2 separate regions of the Mus musculus genome follow, and region 2 is linked to region 1. A link is a contact called in public HiChIP or PLAC-seq data. All regions are on one chromosome and are shown on one strand. Each heading gives the region's core, a stretch centred on a gene start, on an enhancer-like site or on the middle of the called end of the contact. The rest is flanking DNA. Distances are from core to core; before and after follow the strand shown.

What was found. HiChIP or PLAC-seq counts read pairs in DNA pulled down with a chosen protein or histone mark.
Region 2: an H3K4me3 HiChIP or PLAC-seq map of embryonic forebrain shows a contact between it and region 1, with 2.3 times the contacts expected there. The contact joins the enhancer-like site here to the promoter of Msl1 in region 1. A contact is called at or near these places in 12 of 39 promoter capture datasets (3T3-L1-derived adipocytes, the C10 cell line, cranial neural crest and 8 more), 15 of 484 Hi-C or Micro-C datasets (the Ba/F3 cell line, CD8 T cells, the HL-1 cell line and 6 more), 9 of 115 datasets of contacts at active chromatin or transcription factors (embryonic forebrain, embryonic limb bud, embryonic stem cells and 5 more) and 4 of 9 other capture datasets (adipose tissue, liver, macrophages and 1 more).

What each region holds. Positions count from the first base shown.
Region 1 is chr11:98,792,472-98,798,139 of GRCm38.p6, forward strand. It overlaps Msl1 (male specific lethal 1), which reads left to right and starts at 3,045. Exons shown (of 9, transcript NM_028722.3): 1 at 3,045-4,133. The coding sequence starts at 3,360.
Region 2 is chr11:98,968,293-98,974,093 of GRCm38.p6, forward strand. Rara (retinoic acid receptor, alpha) reads left to right here. Exons shown (of 9, transcript NM_009024.2): 5 at 1,865-2,025; 6 at 2,201-2,377; 7 at 3,290-3,494; 8 at 4,220-4,378; 9 at 5,128-5,801. The coding sequence ends at 5,345. Among named protein-coding and RNA genes, the nearest start is that of Gjd3, 12 kb to the right of the region's middle. Within about 2 kb of position 2,174, at least 74 of the 459 cell types and tissues checked have an H3K27ac peak or open chromatin away from gene starts, as enhancers often do. A contact at or near this core is called in CD8 T cells, the N1E-115 cell line, cortical neurons and 5 more, where this site is marked.

The DNA.
Region 1 (5,668 bases), core at 1,795-4,294:
CCATGTCCTGGGAATTTACCTCAGGTGGCCAGGCTCGCCGGGCAAGCACCTGTGCCTGCTGAACCAGCTCGCCAGCTCTGTGATAGCTTCTGGCCGGTTCATGCTACAGCCTTGGCTTCTCTCTCTACATATTTACATTTATTTCACTTAAGTTTGGCTCCTGTACCTCTCCAGTGAGAGTGGAGGTCAGGAGACAGGCGGGTTATCTCCCTCTCTCCTTTGTGTCCATAGAGATTGAGCTCTGTACGCCAAGCATCTCTGCAGTTTCCCTTAGCCTCTGAGGCGGCTCAGCGGTCCTTTTTTATGTGATACTGAGGATTGAACCTAGGATTTTGTGGATGCTAGGAATGCAGACGCACTAACCACTGAACCATGGCAGAGTCCTGTCATTCTGTAACCTGGCAAGTCTTGAACTTGGAATTGTTTTACTGCAGTCTCCCAAAAGAGCTGACTTTACTAGCTTTTCAGACAACAGGCCTGGGTCTCTGCTCACCCTCCTGTCTGTCATTTCTCTATACATCCCCAGAGTACTGTCACCCTACATGAACTGACTCGTGGACTCACACCTGAACAGGCTTCAAGATGGCACTTTGTAACACGTATGGGTGTCGATACGGACAACATTCAGTGAGCAACCTGTAAGATTCACATTAGGAGTTGAGGATAATGCAGGACAAAGTATGTATTAGATGCTGATTAAATCCTGCAGAGGAAATAAGAGGCCAGCAGAGGAGGCATCTAAAAGGTGATATTTAGTAAAAAGGAACAAAGAAGTGTGGAAGTCCTGTGAGTAGGGATCCATATGAGAACAGCAAACGTATAGACCCGAGCAGACAGACACAGGAGGCGAGGACGGCAGGAGAGGGTCCACAGAAAGCCGTAAGAGTTCTCCAGTCCACAGCAGCTTGAAGGGCCAGGTCCTTCAGACCATTACACTTTTAATCCAAGTGATCTTATGATCTTATATTATGACCTTAAATCTATCAGGATCACTACAAATGACCGGGGAAGACTTAGGCAGAGGTTGAAATCATGAGACAAATCACAAGCATTTCATAATTAAAACAATAAACAGAAAAGCAGAGGTGGCAGCTTACATCAAGGTAGAGTTGTGGCGAAGATGTAAAATGTACTAGCTTGGATTTTTAAAGTAAGATGGACTGACTTAACTGGAAACAGGATTTAGGTGCAGAGTCGAAAGCTTGAGTCTGAAGTGCATATCAGACATCCAGTTGGCCATATTCTAGGGAGTTGGAGATAGGATTTTGGAGTAAGGGTCCAACAAGCCACAAATCTGGGAGGTTATCAGGATAGTGAGGTGGTAGTCTTCACACTGAAAAAGACCACATTCTACAAACTTCTTTCTAATCCTGCCCTTCCTTCTACTGCCTTCCTGTGCAGTTCTGAGGCCCACCTGATGGAAAGAGGACGGGGACTCAGGACTTTCATACCCATGAAGTTTTTCAGTGTTTCATGCTTAGAGCCCACAAAGCAGAAGCAGTTTCTAACTAAATTTCGCATTGAACCAGGTGTCCTTGTTTTCTCTGTACAACTTATCGTTTATTTATTTATAGAGACAAGATCTGCTTGCTCGCATTGAGACATTTATTTATTTATTTAGACAAGGTATATGTAGCCCTGTCCTGGAACTTGCTATGTGAACCAAGATGGCCCCGAACTCACACATTCTCCTGTCTTTGCCTCACAAGGGCTGGGGTTAAAGGTGTAGACCACTATACCTATCTCCTATAAAAAAATTTTAGAAGTGCACTTCAGACAGATAAGCAACCAATTAATTTACAACTATGTACATGTTTTTTCCATAGGGAACTATGAGGACTTAGTGGCTAAAGTTGCTTGGAAAATTAAGGCACACAGACACTATGAACCTGGAGAATTGGGAAGTGCTCCAATAGAAGGCCCTAAAGAACACTTAGTCCTAACACCGGCATACATCTCTCCATAGATTTCTTGAATCTTTTTCCAGAAGATGCTAGGAGTAGCTACAGCTTAAGAAGGCTGGAGACATGGCTGCTTGGGAAACAACTGTCGGTAGTTGGCAGTACTTCACCCCAAGGTTGTGCTTACAACTCCCTGGGCAGCAGACATCATGGATTTTGCTGCTTCTGGGAACCAGAGGTCCCTCCATTTCTGTGCTGGATCCCTTAGAGACAAAGAACTTCACTTCTTTCCCCAACCCATGTGGGACCGCCAGGGAGCCTAGAGGGTGGAAGCTTGACTTCTACTCCATGAAACAGCCGCAGGCTCCAAGGGAGCCTGGGTCGGGGCCGGTCCCGAAGGCGCGCGGGGCTCCGGTGTGGGCCAGGCGCGTAGCCAGGTCGCCAGGGAAGGGCTATCCGACGAAGGCCGGCTCAGCAGAGCGGTCGGTAGGCGTCCGCGAGGGGCGGGAGCATCTACCTCCTTCCTTCCTCCCCAACCCCATTCTCTCGCACTTGGTTTTGCCGGGGATCCTCCGCATTCCCCAACCACCAGCGGCCGCCCTCGCCCTTCTTCCCTCCCCAGCCCGCCCCTGCCTCGGCAGCCCACCTTCGCCCGCTCCTGCGTCCTCGCCCTCGTCCCCGACCTCCCCTCGTGGGCCCCCGCGCCTCGGTCCCCTCCCCCTCGCGGCGGCAGCGGTAGCCGCGGCCCCTTTCACAATAGCGCTACCCGCCTCCCTCCTCTCCGCTCCCGGTTCGCTCCCGCCCGCTGCCCTCTCGGCGCATGCGCGCTCCGGTCGGCGGTGGCGGCGGCTGCGGCGGCTCCGTTTTTTTTAAAGGGAAACGCCGAGGAGTCGGGGGTGACTGTGGGGGAGGGGGACCCGGCGGCGCGGAGAACCCCCGGGGGAGGCGGCAGACCCCCCCTCCCGGAGTAGGAGGGCTCTGGGCGGACCCGTCCCTCCCACCCCCTCCCGAGGAGGAGCAAGGGGGGGGAAATGGAGGCTCGGGGCGGCTGAGGCGAGCTCCGGGGCGGGGGGCCGGGGCGGGGAAGGGGGGGTGCGGGGTGGGGAGACGAGGCGGGCCCGGCCGGGCAGGGGGGGCCGAAGCGAGCTCCGGGGATGAGCTCGGGGGCGGCTGGGTGCGAGCTCCTGCCTCTGCGGCGAAGGCGACGGTGGCGGCAGCAGAGGCGGCGGCGAGGCCACCATGGGTCGGCGGCGGGCCTCAGCTGCGGCCTCCACTTCTCCGCTCGCCGGCGGGATGGCGCCCGGGCCTCGGAGAAGCCGCGTTAGCGGAGGCCTGCGGCTGCTCTGCTGAGCCGAGCCCGCCAAACTCCCCTCCCCCTCCTCCGTCCTCGACCCCCCGCACCTCGCCCCTTCCCCACCCCCTCCTCCGTCTCGGTCCCCCGCGCTGCTCCGGACCACTATGACCATGAGATCCGCAGTGTTCAAGGCGGCCGCGGCCCCTGCCGGCGGCAACCCCGAGCAGCGACTGGACTACGAGCGGGCTGCGGCGCTGGGCGGGCCCGAGGACGAGTCCGGGGCGGCCGAAGCCCATTTCCTCCCCCGGCATCGTAAGCTCAAGGAGCCGGGGCCCCCGCTGGCCTCTTCCCAGGGCGGGAGCCCCTCGCCCTCTCCAGCCGGCTGCGGCGGCGGCAAGGGCCGGGGCTTGTTACTCCCAGCCGGGGCGGCCCCCGGGCAGCAGGAAGAGAGCTGGGGCGGTTCGGTGCCCTTGCCCTGTCCGCCCCCAGCTACTAAACAAGCCGGCATCGGCGGGGAGCCAGTCGCAGCCGGCGCTGGCTGCAGCCCCCGGCCCAAGTATCAGGCGGTGCTGCCCATTCAGACGGGCTCTATCGTGGTGGCGGCGGCCAAAGAGCCTACGCCCTGGGCTGGGGACAAGGGTGGGGCGGCTCCCCCAGCTGCCACCGCCTCGGACCCGGCGGGACCCCCACCACTACCTCTGCCCGGGCCACCACCCCTCGCGCCCACCGCCACTGCTGGGACCCTGGCGGCCAGTGAGGGCAGATGGAAGAGTATAAGGAAGAGCCCTCTCGGGGGTGGCGGCGGCTCGGGAGCCTCCAGTCAGGCCGCCTGCCTCAAACAGATCCTTCTGCTGCAATTGGACCTCATCGAACAGCAGCAGCAGCAGTTGCAGGCCAAGGAGAAGGAGATAGAGGAGCTGAAGTCCGAGAGAGATACGGTACGGGAGGGGTTAATCTGCATTAGGGATGGAGAGCGAGCTCTGCGCATGCTCGGGGGAAGGGGGCTGTAGGAGGCAGAGGTCCCCGCTCGGTTAGGGTTAGAGGAAGTTGGCCACCAGCTAAAGAGTGCCTTAGATGTTGGGTCGTTAGGAGCCTGGCATCACTGACACGTTGGGTCGGAAGGAAGGGTTAAAGGGCAACCTGTGTGTGTGTGGTGGGGGGTGTTATGGGAGGCTTCGGTTGCCAAAGGGTTAATTTAAAACGACAGCCCCACACTTGTGGGAAAGACGTTTAGAGTGGGAAAGACCTGATTTACGAGGGGTTAAAAATGATAGGGTGGGGTGCAGATGTGGCTGTATGGCAGGGGTTGTATTCAAGCGCTGTTGCCTTAGCTGTGCATTGGAGAGGAGGCTATAACAGCTGTTGCCGTAACCACCGCTGTTGCATCTTTAGACAGGAGGGTTGTCATAGGTCTTTTGGTCGGTAGAGGGTAAAGATGGTGTACGTGGAATCCTGTTTTAGCTCTCCTAAATGAGAATCACTGCCTTTGATTTCAGAGAGTTTCTAGTAGAAAATCTGAGTTATAAAACACTACCCGCTGACCACGTCCCTTGACTAAGCTGGCAGATTTTGAGACATAAGCTTATTCGATGTATTCTGTAAACCCTTCCACCTCCCAGACCTGTTTTTGAATCTTGAGGTATTAGAAAAGTTGTTGGTTATTTCTTTGTACTCCTGGAAAGCATGACTCCATAGGCTTGCTTGCATGAGCAGCAGCCTTGGGCACACATGTTAAGCACACTCCCTCACACCTCAGGGCCGCTGGGGTGGTGGGTGCTACAGTGGTAACATACCTTTTAGACGCCTAAAAATAAACATGGCTTCTACAGTGCGCTCAGGCCCTGCTCCCCCCTCCCTCCCTCCTGGCTCCTCTTACTCTGGGGCTTCACGCACCACAGGCTGAGCATGGGAGCAGAAGAGCTGTTCATTTTGTTTGCTTCCTAAATAAGTCGCCATCAGGCCTCTGTTTGATTGGAGAGTGCCTTCTGCAAGGTGGAACAGGAGCTGGGGCAGGTCTTGTTGAAATACCTCAGTGTTGCTTTGTGGAAGTAACTCAGCATGGAGTGGCACTGCTCAGCACTGTACTGCAGTCTACGGTGTGATGGCCCTGCCGTAAAAACACAACATATCCTTCCTTTCATGGGAAGGGGGTGGGAAGAGAAGGATCAGTAAAGGAGAAGAAATGAAGACTATGTCACCCACGAAACATGGCTAAGTAATGCTAAGGCTGTGAATCAGAACACAGGTGACACGAGTGGCTGGCAGGGGGCGGGGGGACACTACTGCAGCTGGAGGGTTGTGCTGAGTTCTTGAGGTGATGCCTTCTTTGGCCTCCTTCATAGGCTTTTCAAGGTAGGAAAAAGTGGGGTGAGTTAATGCTAAGGCATTGGTCTGAGCTTGGCATTCACGGCTTCTGTCATGTACTACAGTCTTAGCCCTGCTTAGGCCTGCTCTTATTCTAGTCATTGTTTGG
Region 2 (5,801 bases), core at 924-3,423, 170 kb after region 1:
GTGGGAACATGTGTGCCGCGGCAGGCGGGCAAGCTTCTAGTTAAGGATGCTTTGTAGATAACACCACAAACCTGGGAGTCTGGCTGGCTGCGTGTCCATGGATCGTTTGGTGTTAAGCCCAGAATGCACAGAGCGGTCCCCTTAGCATGGTGGTTGCTTGCATGCCTGCTTGTGTATGGGGTGCCTGCCCCCAGGATAGCTTTCTTCTGGGTTTTGCTTGGCTTTGGGTGTGGCTCAGTAGCTTATCCCAGTCCCTCCTGTATCTTAAGGGAGAGGCCTGAACTCGAAAAGGTGTGAAGTTGGTCTGTATGTATGGGGGGGCTGACATAGGACCCCCTGAAGCCATTGTCTGGATAAACCTGGAACCCTGAGTTGGAAGAGAATTGGGCTTCTCAGATCCCAGAGGAAAGGGGGTTTCCAGTTTGGGCTCAGCTGAGGCCCTGACGGAGGGAGGGACAGAGGGGAGGGCTGGACGGGGAGACCCTCTTGTGTTGAATCATGGGTGTTGCCGTGGTGACCAGTGATTGATGATGTCAGAGATAAATGACGCTGACAGACGCCTCCTTGTCTGCGTGGCCGTTGCCATGGAGCCCGAGCCTTGGGGGATGAGGTGGGGGAGGGGGCTGCAAGACCCCCTCCAGCCCTTTGTGGGGAGGGGTGCTGAGAAAGATGGTTCTGACTAATGCACCAGCAGCCCCAGCCAGGAATTGGGGAGCTGGATATCCTGCTGCCTCCTGTCACCAGAGACACGGGAGTGCTGGTCTTGTACTCAGGAAGTAGTGACTAGTGACGGTCCTCTGCAGAGTCTGTGACAACTTGGGACGTGCAGAACTGAGACCTTTTGGTAAAGGGGCCGTCACTTCCTTCTCCCTTTGCCCCACCTTCCTTCTTTGAACTATTAGAACAGGACGAGGGTGGGGACCCCCTCTCCTTCCCACAACAACTCCCCCTTTCTTTCTCTCCCTCCTCTCCCTCTCCCGGCTGCTCCGTGCCCCGGAGCTGAGCAGCTGCCATTTCAATAGAATTAAAGCTTCCGAATGATAAACGTCTTGTCACAGCTGCAATTTTCTCTTCCCAAATTATCCCCCACTCTGCCTCTCCCTTCTCTCCCCTGCACTTTATTGAATTTGCAGAATCGACATGAGTGATCTCCAAATTATGCCAGCTTCCCCCCCCATCACCCCCCCCCCGTCCCCTCCCTGGACCCCCACCCCCACCCTTCCTTCCTCCCGCGTCAGCAGCCGCCACGGAGGCCCTGTGAGTGATTGTGTGTCTGGGATAATCGGCTGGTAACGACCCCATCGCTTCTTTAAAGCCCGAGCGGTGTGTGCGGCTCAGCGCCCCCCTCCCAGCGATCTGTCAGCTCCCCGGCTAATGGGCCAAGAGATTCTTCTGCCAGGGGGCCCCCATTCTCTGGTTGGGGAGCCTTATTCCCTGCCTGCCCAGGGAAGCTGCTTTGAGCCAGTCTTAGGAATCCCCCAGGGAGATCGCTGCCAGGAGAGCTGGGACAGCAGGGATTCCTGGCAGGCACCAAAGCGGGGACTCAGTGTGTGTGACTGCCAACCTGGGCACATGTTCTTAGAGTGTGGGCTGCTGCCATGGGTGCATGACGACAGGGTACCACACACTGGCGGAGGGCATATGTGCACATGTGTGGTGTGGCCTCAGCCACAGTCCCAGGCCCTAAAATAGGATTTAGGATATGAGTCAGACAGGTTAGTGTGGGGCACTGTTTTGTGGATCTGTCTGTCTGTCTGTGTGTGTCTGTCTGGGTGGTGGACAGCATAGGCTGGACGACCCCGAGCCAAAAGCAGTCACTCTCTAACCAACCCATGTCCCCCCTTCCACCCCTCCCTCCCCCCAGCGGTGCGAAACGATCGAAACAAAAAGAAGAAAGAGGCACCCAAGCCCGAGTGCTCAGAGAGCTACACGCTGACGCCTGAGGTGGGCGAGCTCATTGAGAAGGTTCGCAAAGCGCACCAGGAGACCTTCCCGGCCCTCTGCCAGCTGGGCAAGTACACTACGGTATGCCAGCCGCGAGGGGTACTGCACACCCAGGCCGCCTCTGCTGCCCTTCCCCTGTCTCCTCCTACACTGTCAGGAAGTGTAGGCTGAGCAGAGGGCGAAAGGCAGCGAGCGGCCAGGCTGAAGCGGGTGCCAGTGCCGTAGCTGAGGCCCTGACCCTCCCTGCCTCCCCCAGAACAACAGCTCAGAACAACGAGTCTCCCTGGACATTGACCTCTGGGACAAGTTCAGTGAACTCTCCACCAAGTGCATCATTAAGACTGTGGAGTTCGCCAAGCAGCTTCCCGGCTTCACCACCCTCACCATCGCCGACCAGATCACCCTCCTCAAGGCTGCCTGCCTGGATATCCTGGTGAGAGTCTGCCCCTGCTCTCCAGCCGGGTTCCGGCCCTTGTAGGATCTGTTCCCAGCCAGATGGCCACTTTCCCCGATGCTTTCCCCCGAATCCAAATCCCCCACCGCTCACGTTGGGCCACTTTCTTCCACTCCTGTGGGCACCTTGTCCACTTAGCTGTGTTGTGGGAAGGTGGCATTATCCTGGGAACAGGAAGTAGAAAGGTCTGCTGCTGGGACACAGTGCTGGATGGAGTTGGCACGCCAGAGCGTTTGGTGGCCTGAGTTGTGAGCGGGATGCTGGACGTAATAAGAACTGTCACGAGTGAAGGCTAAGAGGAGGACTCCCCATAATCACTCTCAGGGGTTCAGTCCACCACCTATTCCTTCAAAGACACATCCTAGGTGGAGAACTAGAAGTGTGGAGAGGCTTCTGGGAAGGGAAGGTCATCAAGTGCCGGGTCCCCAGTGCACAGATGGGGGAGGCGCCATTGGGTACGAACTGTTGGGGTTGAATGGGATGGTCCTAGGAACAGATCTGCCTTGTTTCTTGCTGGCTGGAAACTCCTTTCCCTCGTGATTTCTCTATACGAAGGCAGCGTGGCCTAGATCTGCTGCCCGGAGCAGTAGCGGTGGAGATGCGCGCCTATTTAAATTTAATTACAATTAGACTCAGTTCAGTCCCTCCGTTGCATTAGCCACTTCTCGAGTGCTCGGTAGCCACATGGGGCCGGTGGCTACTGCCTCGGATGCTGCAGACAGAACCTTTCCATCACTGGAGGAAATTCTTGTCAGCCAGCCATGCTCTGGCTGCTTGCCAGGGCAAGAGAGAGGCCTCTGGGGATGCTGGAACTGGTGTGCCAGGGGCTGCTGGGCCAGAAGGTGGGGGCGCCTCCAGCCTCTGAACCTTGTGTACACCCTCTGCACCCAGATTCTGCGAATCTGCACGCGGTACACGCCTGAGCAAGACACAATGACCTTCTCAGATGGACTGACCCTGAACCGGACTCAGATGCACAACGCTGGCTTTGGCCCCCTCACCGACTTGGTCTTTGCCTTCGCCAACCAGCTGCTGCCCCTGGAGATGGACGATGCTGAGACTGGACTGCTCAGTGCCATCTGCCTCATCTGTGGAGGTGGGTGAGGCGCTGGTGGCTCTCAGGAGGCATGTGGAGGCCTGGAGGGGCAGGTCCGGACTCTGGGCACACAAGACCAGGGTCTCAGGCAGCAAGCACCAGTCTAGAATAAGCTCCGAAGGTCTGTGATCTTCATCTGAGACCTGGGTCAAGAATAAGACCCAGGCCGGACGTGGTGGCGCACGCCTTTAATCCCAGCACTCGGGAGGCAGAGGCAGGTGGATTTCTGAGTTTGAGGCCAGCCTGGTCTACAGAGTGAGTTCCAGGACAGCCAGAGCTATACAGAGAAACCCTGTCTCGAAAAACAAAAACAAACAAAAAGAATAAGACCCAGTTAACAGTTAATGTTAATTATTATTTTATTCCATGTCACACTGCTGTAGTAATGATGGTGACCTGCTGGGACGTCCCTGCTTTCTATGAGGAGCGCTACCCGTGTTGGGCCAGGGGTGTCCATCTCCACCACCATAGCTGCTGAGCTTTGAGAAGCCCACACCCCACTCTTTTTTTTAGAGTAGAAAGCTTCTCTTCTTGCCTACCAGCCCAGAGACCCTTCCTGGCCTACCCTGTGGCCAGGTATATGGGAGCAGCCTTCTGCCCTCTGTGACTTGGGCAGACCCGCCCCCAAGTGGCCAGATCTGGGAAAGCAGCTGTGTGTATTCTCGGTTGGTGGAGTTGGCTAGGGGTGGGGTGGGGCTCCTGCTCAGGGACAGTTTTGTGCTCAGACCGACAGGACCTGGAGCAGCCAGACAAGGTGGACATGCTGCAAGAGCCGCTGCTGGAAGCACTGAAAGTCTACGTCCGGAAACGGAGGCCCAGCCGACCCCACATGTTCCCCAAGATGCTGATGAAGATCACAGACCTTCGGAGCATCAGCGCCAAGGGTGAGTGTCATCTTCACCACCAGGAGTGGTTTCCAACATAAGGGGTCGAAACCCCTCTGGGGTCACATGACTCTCACAGTGAGCCTCGTGTCAGGTGTTTACCTGACAGTTCATAACAGCCCAATTACAGATTTGAAGTAGCAACAGAATAATTTTATGGTTGGGGGGTCACCACAACATGAGGAACTGTATTAAAGGGTTGCGCCATTAGGAAGGCCGAGAACCATTGACCTAGAGGAAGGCCCACCCAGGACTGGCTTAGGACCACTGCCCACAGTCAAGCTGGCACCTCACGTCTTGGCATCTACATGGTGTCTTCCTCGTCTGAACCTGGCATGTCCCCATCTGTCTAGGCTGGGACTCTCTAGCTGTCACTTCTCCGTGGTACTTTAAGACAGGCCTCCGTAATAGGTCATGTGGGTGTGGTCTGTGAAAACTGCATTTGCCAGCTCTGAGCCTCATTTTCCTGGGGGGTGGGAGGGCAGTGGAGGGATGGCGATGGTGTTTGGAAGCACCTGCTGGATTAAACATGAGGCATAGGGGCCAAATCTAGATAAGCCAAGCCTGAATTTAGAATGCTTCACCCAGTCACCACACCATGGGCTCAGGAGAGCAGGCCTGTGATGCGGGCACAAGCCCCAGGTGCAGGTGCAGTGCGTGGTAGATGCCCAGGTGGGTGGCAGTGATCCCCTTACCCTGTGACCCTCCCTTCTGGGCCAGGTCTCTGACCCCCACCTCCTTCCCCACAGGAGCTGAACGGGTGATCACATTGAAGATGGAGATCCCAGGCTCCATGCCACCGCTGATCCAGGAAATGCTGGAGAACTCTGAGGGCTTGGACACTCTAAGCGGACAGTCGGGGGGCGGAACACGAGATGGGGGTGGCCTGGCCCCCCCTCCGGGTAGCTGTAGCCCCAGCCTCAGTCCCAGCTCCCACAGAAGCAGCCCAGCCACCCAATCCCCATGACCACCTCGACACACGGACAGCCCTCACCCCTGCCCTGGCTTTCTCTGCCTTCCTGCTGGCCGTGTGACCTGTCGGCCCCGGGCCCGCTTGTCCTCTCAGACAGAACTGGGTACCTTCCAGGGGGGACAGGAAGGAGAAGGCAGTGACTCTGTGGACAGAGGCCTGGACCCAAGATGGACTGCCCTCTTCCGGCAGCCTGGGCTGGCATCGGGCCAGGCGTTGAGCCACATGAGGACCTGGGCCTGAGCCCTCACCCACCTTGCCACGTCTTCATCACCAGCAAACGCCGGGACCTGGCTCCCTGTCCTCGGAACTCAAGCCATCGCTCCCCAGATGGGGACTTCCCCCCGACCCCCGCTTTGGATGGTGACAGAGGGTGCCCAGGGTGGGGGAGACTCCCTGTACATATCCTGCGTACCAATCCCCAGATATTAATTCTCGTTGGTTTTGTTTTTA